Linked DNA regions of Mus musculus: region 1 is linked to region 2. A link is a contact called in public Hi-C data. All regions are on one chromosome and are shown on one strand. Each heading gives the region's core, a stretch centred on a gene start, on an enhancer-like site or on the middle of the called end of the contact. The rest is flanking DNA. Distances are from core to core; before and after follow the strand shown.

The links. A called contact is a pair of places that touch in the nucleus more often than the background predicts.
Region 1: a contact with region 2 is called in a Hi-C map of embryonic fibroblasts, with 1.8 times the contacts expected there. The contact joins the promoter of Sema3e here to the enhancer-like site in region 2. A contact is called at or near these places in 2 of 39 promoter capture datasets (embryonic stem cells and liver), 9 of 484 Hi-C or Micro-C datasets (the AML12 cell line, adipose-derived mesenchymal stem cells, cortical neurons and 3 more), 5 of 115 datasets of contacts at active chromatin or transcription factors (embryonic stem cells and fibro-adipogenic progenitors) and 2 of 9 other capture datasets (adipose tissue and embryonic stem cells).

What each region holds. Positions count from the first base shown.
Region 1 is chr5:14,023,891-14,026,877 of GRCm38.p6, forward strand. Sema3e (sema domain, immunoglobulin domain (Ig), short basic domain, secreted, (semaphorin) 3E) reads left to right here and starts at 1,386. Exons shown (of 17, transcript NM_011348.2): 1 at 1,386-2,134. The coding sequence starts at 2,020.
Region 2 is chr5:13,929,935-13,932,806 of GRCm38.p6, forward strand. No RefSeq gene overlaps it. Among named protein-coding and RNA genes, the nearest start is that of Sema3e, 94 kb to the right of the region's middle. Within about 2 kb of position 1,572, at least 13 of the 459 cell types and tissues checked have an H3K27ac peak or open chromatin away from gene starts, as enhancers often do. A contact at or near this core is called in embryonic fibroblasts and pancreatic cancer cells, where this site is marked.

The DNA.
Region 1 (2,987 bases), core at 136-2,635, 94 kb after region 2:
AGCATTAATAGTACTTATTCTCCAATTTACTTTGAGTCTCAATGAAGTATCTATGATCGTCTTTCTTTAACCCTATAGCAATCTTAGGTAGATGTCAGTTGAATAAGGATATTAATTTCAGTAATCAATGCACAGACCCTGCCCTTAGGTAAAGCTGATAAAGTTGTTATCTATGTTCTAGTTACTTTGGTTTCTGGAACAGAGTGAAATGATTGTGAAGTTACAGGATGTTACAGTTAGGTCTGTAGCCCATCTCCCTGGCTTTTAAAATATGCAAGTGTCTACAAAGACCACCCCGTGTTAAAAGTCGACATACTTCATGTTGTTTCAGCGTTAAGTACTGTTTAGAGTTTGTTATCTTTTGTGAACCTTGCAAATCTAATTATTTATAATCTCCGGTGACATTTACATTTTGCTAAATATACTCTGTCCATGTTATCCTTTAAACATGGGTAAAGGATGCCTGGTTGGACTTCTTGCTTGTATAGAATGTAGGATATTGGAATGACCTAAGTTATCTTTTTGTTATAATCATATCACTTTAAGCACATAATTCTGAAAAACTGTCCACAGCCATTGCTATATATAAAATGAAGACTAAGAAGAAAAAGCCATCATAGCGGATATCATTTGTTTACCATTTAACTTTCAGCTGTGAGACCAAACCGCTATTACAGCTTACTGCTGTCTTGAAATAATACAATTCATTTCCATGCCAGCAGCTCTAGAACGTTTGGTTTAGTTTTTGAAACTGCTTGAAAGTAGATTGAACAGCTGACCTATTGTGTTAAGTTTACTTACACAAACATGGTGTCATGAAAATAAACTCTGAGAGTGCACAACACTGACTTCCAAGGTACTTTACATCCTGTGTTAATGCTTGCCTTACCCAGGCCCAGCGAGTAGAGAGTCTCAACTTTACCTACACCTCTCTACATCGAGACACCTCTCTCAGAAGACCAATACCTTGACCTTTAATCTTTCTTAAATGTGAGCTGAGATATGTTTTTGTTTTAGGAAAATGAATATACGGCAGATTTCTTTTTTCATATTAACTCATTTATGAAACGATGGAAAAGTGACATTTTACCCCTCTGGCTCTTGAAATACGCACTTTCCTCAAGAGTCAAAAGTAACATTTCTAAGATGGAAAATACAGAAAACTTGAATTGTGAACAAGGTTCTGTGGAAACAGTGAACAAATTAATTTGGCTCCCGGATAGTGGGAGATTTAGACTGTGGATTTATTGAAAGATGAATGAGCATTTCAAAGTCCTTCCCGAGGCCACGGCTCAGCCTTTCACATGCTCAATAGTATTCTGCAGGTCTTCCTGGCCCCGCCCCGACAGGGTGAGGACCTGTCTCCCTTGCCTGGCGGGCGGGTCAGAGCCGGGGAGATGCGGCGAGGCACGTGGGCTGGAGACACTTCCTAGAAACGCGCGCGGGCTCAACCCTGCCTGAACTTTCCTGTAAACAGAGCGCTGACAGGCGGCATCCCCGCTGGGTGGATCCCGCGCTCCTGGCGCAAGTGGCACTTCTTGCTTCTAATTATCGAGAGGAGAGGCGAATACGAACTAGCTGCTCGGCAAGTCAGTGCAGGAGGCTGACTTCTGGGAGGCTGGCGGGGAGGCTGGGGGAAGAGCTGGGGGAGGCTGCTGCTCTGCTCCGACTGTTTTCTCAATGAATAGCTGGCGGGGAGACTGAAGCTAGCCACAGCCTCCTCCTCACTCCGCGTCTGGGTGACGGCGACAGCACCAGCCCGGACCTGGCTCTCAAGACGCGCTCCTTGGACGGTCTCTTGCTCCGCGCTTCTAACCACCGGGCCCAAGGACAGAAAGGCTTAGCGGATCCAAATATTGCCCGGCAAATGGCACTTGGGAATGGTATTTTCTGATGACAACCCCTTCTGTTTGTGACAAAGCCTGTCGCCCGCAGTTGCCCCTGGAGGGAAGTACTAAGTAAAACTCAATCCTGTCTTAAAGTGTGGCTGCAGGGGCCAGAGGAGAGCCAGCACGCACCATGGCACCGGCCGGACACATCCTCACCTTGCTGCTCTGGGGTCACCTGCTGGAACTCTGGACCCCAGGTCACTCCGCGAACCCCTCCTACCCCAGGCTACGCCTGTCACATAAAGGTAGGTTACCTTTCCTTATCCTTTTGTTAGGAAAATGACCGAATGGAAAGTCACTTAACACAGGTCCATGTTGCCCCCAAGACCCTCAAAGTGCACCTGAAGCATATTGCCACACTCACCCAGGAGTGTAAGCACCTCGAGTTAACATATCCTACCTCATCTGGAAAAAGTGTTAAATCGCTTGCCAACTTGGAGGTGTTATTTTTGCCCTAGAAATATCAGATATTATTCTGGAGAAGTTCACTCACCGCTCTGCAGAACTGAGAAGGTGGGGCGCAGCTGCTAATAGCTGGAAAGGCTAAATCCCCCAAGTGAGCTGTAGCTACTGAAATACCACTACTTGCACTATGGGAGGCCTATGGGACAGGCTTTAAAAGTAGAGGCACACTGTTGTTGCTGCTGTCGTTGTTGTTGGGTGTTTTGTTTGTTTTCTTTTTAATGAGATTGAGAGGAGAAAAGAAAATTCCTGAGGAAAAAAAATGATATCATTCCCCCGTGTAATTAAAATGACTAACAAATAATACAAATTAGCCTTCACACTGAGTTGATTATTAGAATATTTTAATATGTGGCAAAATAAAGTAGTTTATTGGCAATCATGGTAAAGTGACTTGTAATGATTAAATATTACTATGTACTAGCTGTTTCTTTAAGTGTGCATTCATCTATTTTTACTGAATGCTTAGCACAATGTTTATTTTACTCTGCACACAGCTCCATCATATTCATAAATAAATGATCAAACGATAGGTTCTGCATCAGGACCAGTCAAAGCCAATCATCAGTCCTCCTGTCACCAAACAAATAAGAAGCAAAACCTGTGTTAAGAGGAAGCGATTTTGTTGACTTGAAA
Region 2 (2,872 bases), core at 322-2,821:
TTTAGTATGTATATGATTTTTCTAAAATCTTTTAATGGGCATATTATCTATGCAAATGATCCCAATATTGAGTGTATCTTTAGTCTTTCATTTGAATATTGAATTGAATTATGACAAAATATTATTTTATTTAGGAACATATAACACAGCATGCACTATTTGGTTAATGACAGAGTAACAATTATTAGTATTAGTATCTTGTATTTCATTTTCTTGATAAAATTAGTATTTCCTCTTAATCTTTTTTTGGTAACAATTGGCATGGTTCTTTTGGAACTTTCAAACTAAATTTAATAGCTATTTTCTCAAACTAATTGTACTGCTTCTATTAATATGCCATTCTCTACAAAGTATATAAAAGGGGTTTGTATGCCAAAAATGAAAAGATAGGATACTCTGTTGTATAGTAATGCTGCCAATTGGTTACAAAATACAAAGTAGAAGAAAAAAACTTTCAGAATAATTTAGAAGATAGAAGGTTTTATTTTTCTCTAAATCATGAGGTACAAACATTTGACAGAAAAATATTTCTGGATGTTTCTATTTGCTGCTGTTTCCCAGTAAGTAGCTCTTTATCAAACTTTATCTCAGATTCCATATTTTGCCTTTGGCTTTTAAAATAGTCAGTCTGGAAATATCTATGAGTACTTATTTTCAATTTTAAGCCCACAAGAATTAAACTACAAGTTAGCTTCTTTTCATATCTTGGAGTGTTGAAATATCTTTACCACCTACTTCCACCCCGTCAGAAACATATATACATGTACATTGGCATATTTATGTGTATATGGAGATATGGAGTTATAGAATACAGACACACCCTTACTACTCACCTTTAATCCCAAACAATGAAGGTAAAGTTAGTTTATAGAAAGAAACATCCATGAGTGGCAGACAAAGTGACAAACTAGAGAAAGATTTGACAGAATATGCCCAAGTCTCATGAGAAGAGGAGAAAAAGAGGTGACAAGAGAGAACAGTGGAGGAGAGAGAGGAGGGAGGGGAGAGGGGAGGGGAGGGGAGAGGGGAGGGGGAGGGAGAGGAGAGGGAGAGAGAAGATAGTTTTACCTGGACAGTTGTACAGAGACAAGATGCAGAGAGATAACAGGCCAGAAAATGAGAAGGAGCCAGAAGATCAGAATAGATTATAGAGTTAGTTTGAGGTCAAGTGGAGGATTCAGGATAACTGAGAAGCCAGACTGATCAGTAAGCCTGTAGAGGGGTTTGAGTCAGAACAGCTGAATTCAATCTGCCAGAGTTCAGAAAGCAGTAGAATGGGGAAGCTTGCTCAGCAGTAAGTTTAAGAGGCTGCAAACGTTCTCTCCCTAGATAAGATTGTACTTGAGCAAGCTTCTAGGCCCAGGCCTAGGTTAGCAGACGGAAGCAATATGCCTCTGAGACAACAATTACACCAGGTAAATGGAAGTTACTTTTACAGTTTCCTCCTTTTCTCTGCCTGTGGACCAGGATATATCTGTCAGCTATTTCCCCAGCACTATGCCTGCCTGCTGCTGTGCTCTCTGCTGCTGTGATTCCAGGTATGATAATAGTGGACTAAAGCCAGGCCACAATTACATACTTTGTTTTATAAGAATTCCTTTGGTCATGGTGTCCCTTCACAACAATACAGCAGTGCCTTAGACAGAGTTAAATTTTAGCCTATCTTAATACCTAAAAACAAATAGTGATTTTTTTCACTAATATTCAAATAATGTGACAAATAATTTGTCATGCATGTCATGGATTAAATGATGTCACTTCCCAAAACAACCACATCTACCATGGGCCTGAGAATGTAATCTTTGGAATTCTGCTAGTAGATTCAAGGCGAGGATGGAAATTTACTGCCTTAGTAGTAGATCAAAACAAAAAGACAGAGTTTTCTCTAAGACAGCATAGCTGAGGTAAGATATAAGATATGGAGTGCTAACCATGACTGTCACCAGACACTACAAGACAAACAGGAGCGTCTCTCTCTTAAAGTTATCATAAGGGATCAACTTTGCCTACACTTTGGTTTTAAATGGCAGGCTTTCTGAATTATGAGAGAACAGTTGGGAACTGTTTCAGATCACCAAGCAGGGAGTAATTTCTGAAGCTCTGGATAACTAATATAACAAACTATAATATGTTGTTGTAGAACAAGCATGCGAGCTGTTTGTTATTATTGATAAATCCACAAAAATTCAGAGATGGTGGAGTTTGATTTCCAAATGGAAAAAAAAAAATCAAGTCTATGGCACCTCTGAATGTTTGTTTGAAGACCAAGGAAAATTTAGGATCCATATTTTAAAAGAATCAGTGATGCATCTCACTACATTGGGAATATGAAATCTGAAGGAGCCACCTCCTGTAACCAGGCAGAAACCCCAGTGGAGCAATAGAGACACCAACCCAAATACAAAATTTTCAACCCAAAATGTATCCTGTCTACAAGAAATTCAGGGACAGGGGATAGAGGAGAGACTGAGGGAATGGCCAACCAATAACCAGTCAAACTTGAGACTCATCCCATGGCCAAGCACCAATCCCTAACATTATTAATGATACTCTGTTATACTTGCAAACAGGAGCATGTTATCCTCTGAGAGGCTCCACCCAGCAGCTGAGACAGTTACAGACACTCAGAGTCAAACAGTAGATGGAGCTTTTGGTACTCTTATGGAAGAATAGGAGGAAAGATTACAAGCCTCTAAGGGGATAGAAATGAGAGGCCAAATCTGTTAAATTCAGACTCCATTTTAAAGAACCTGACCTAAGTTTGAATTTAGGTAAACTAACAAGCTGGTTTCCAAGTTGACCCCCAACCAAACCCAAGCTCAGCTCTAGTCTCTAGGCTAATCTCAAACAAGACCAGTGTCTCTTGGTTATT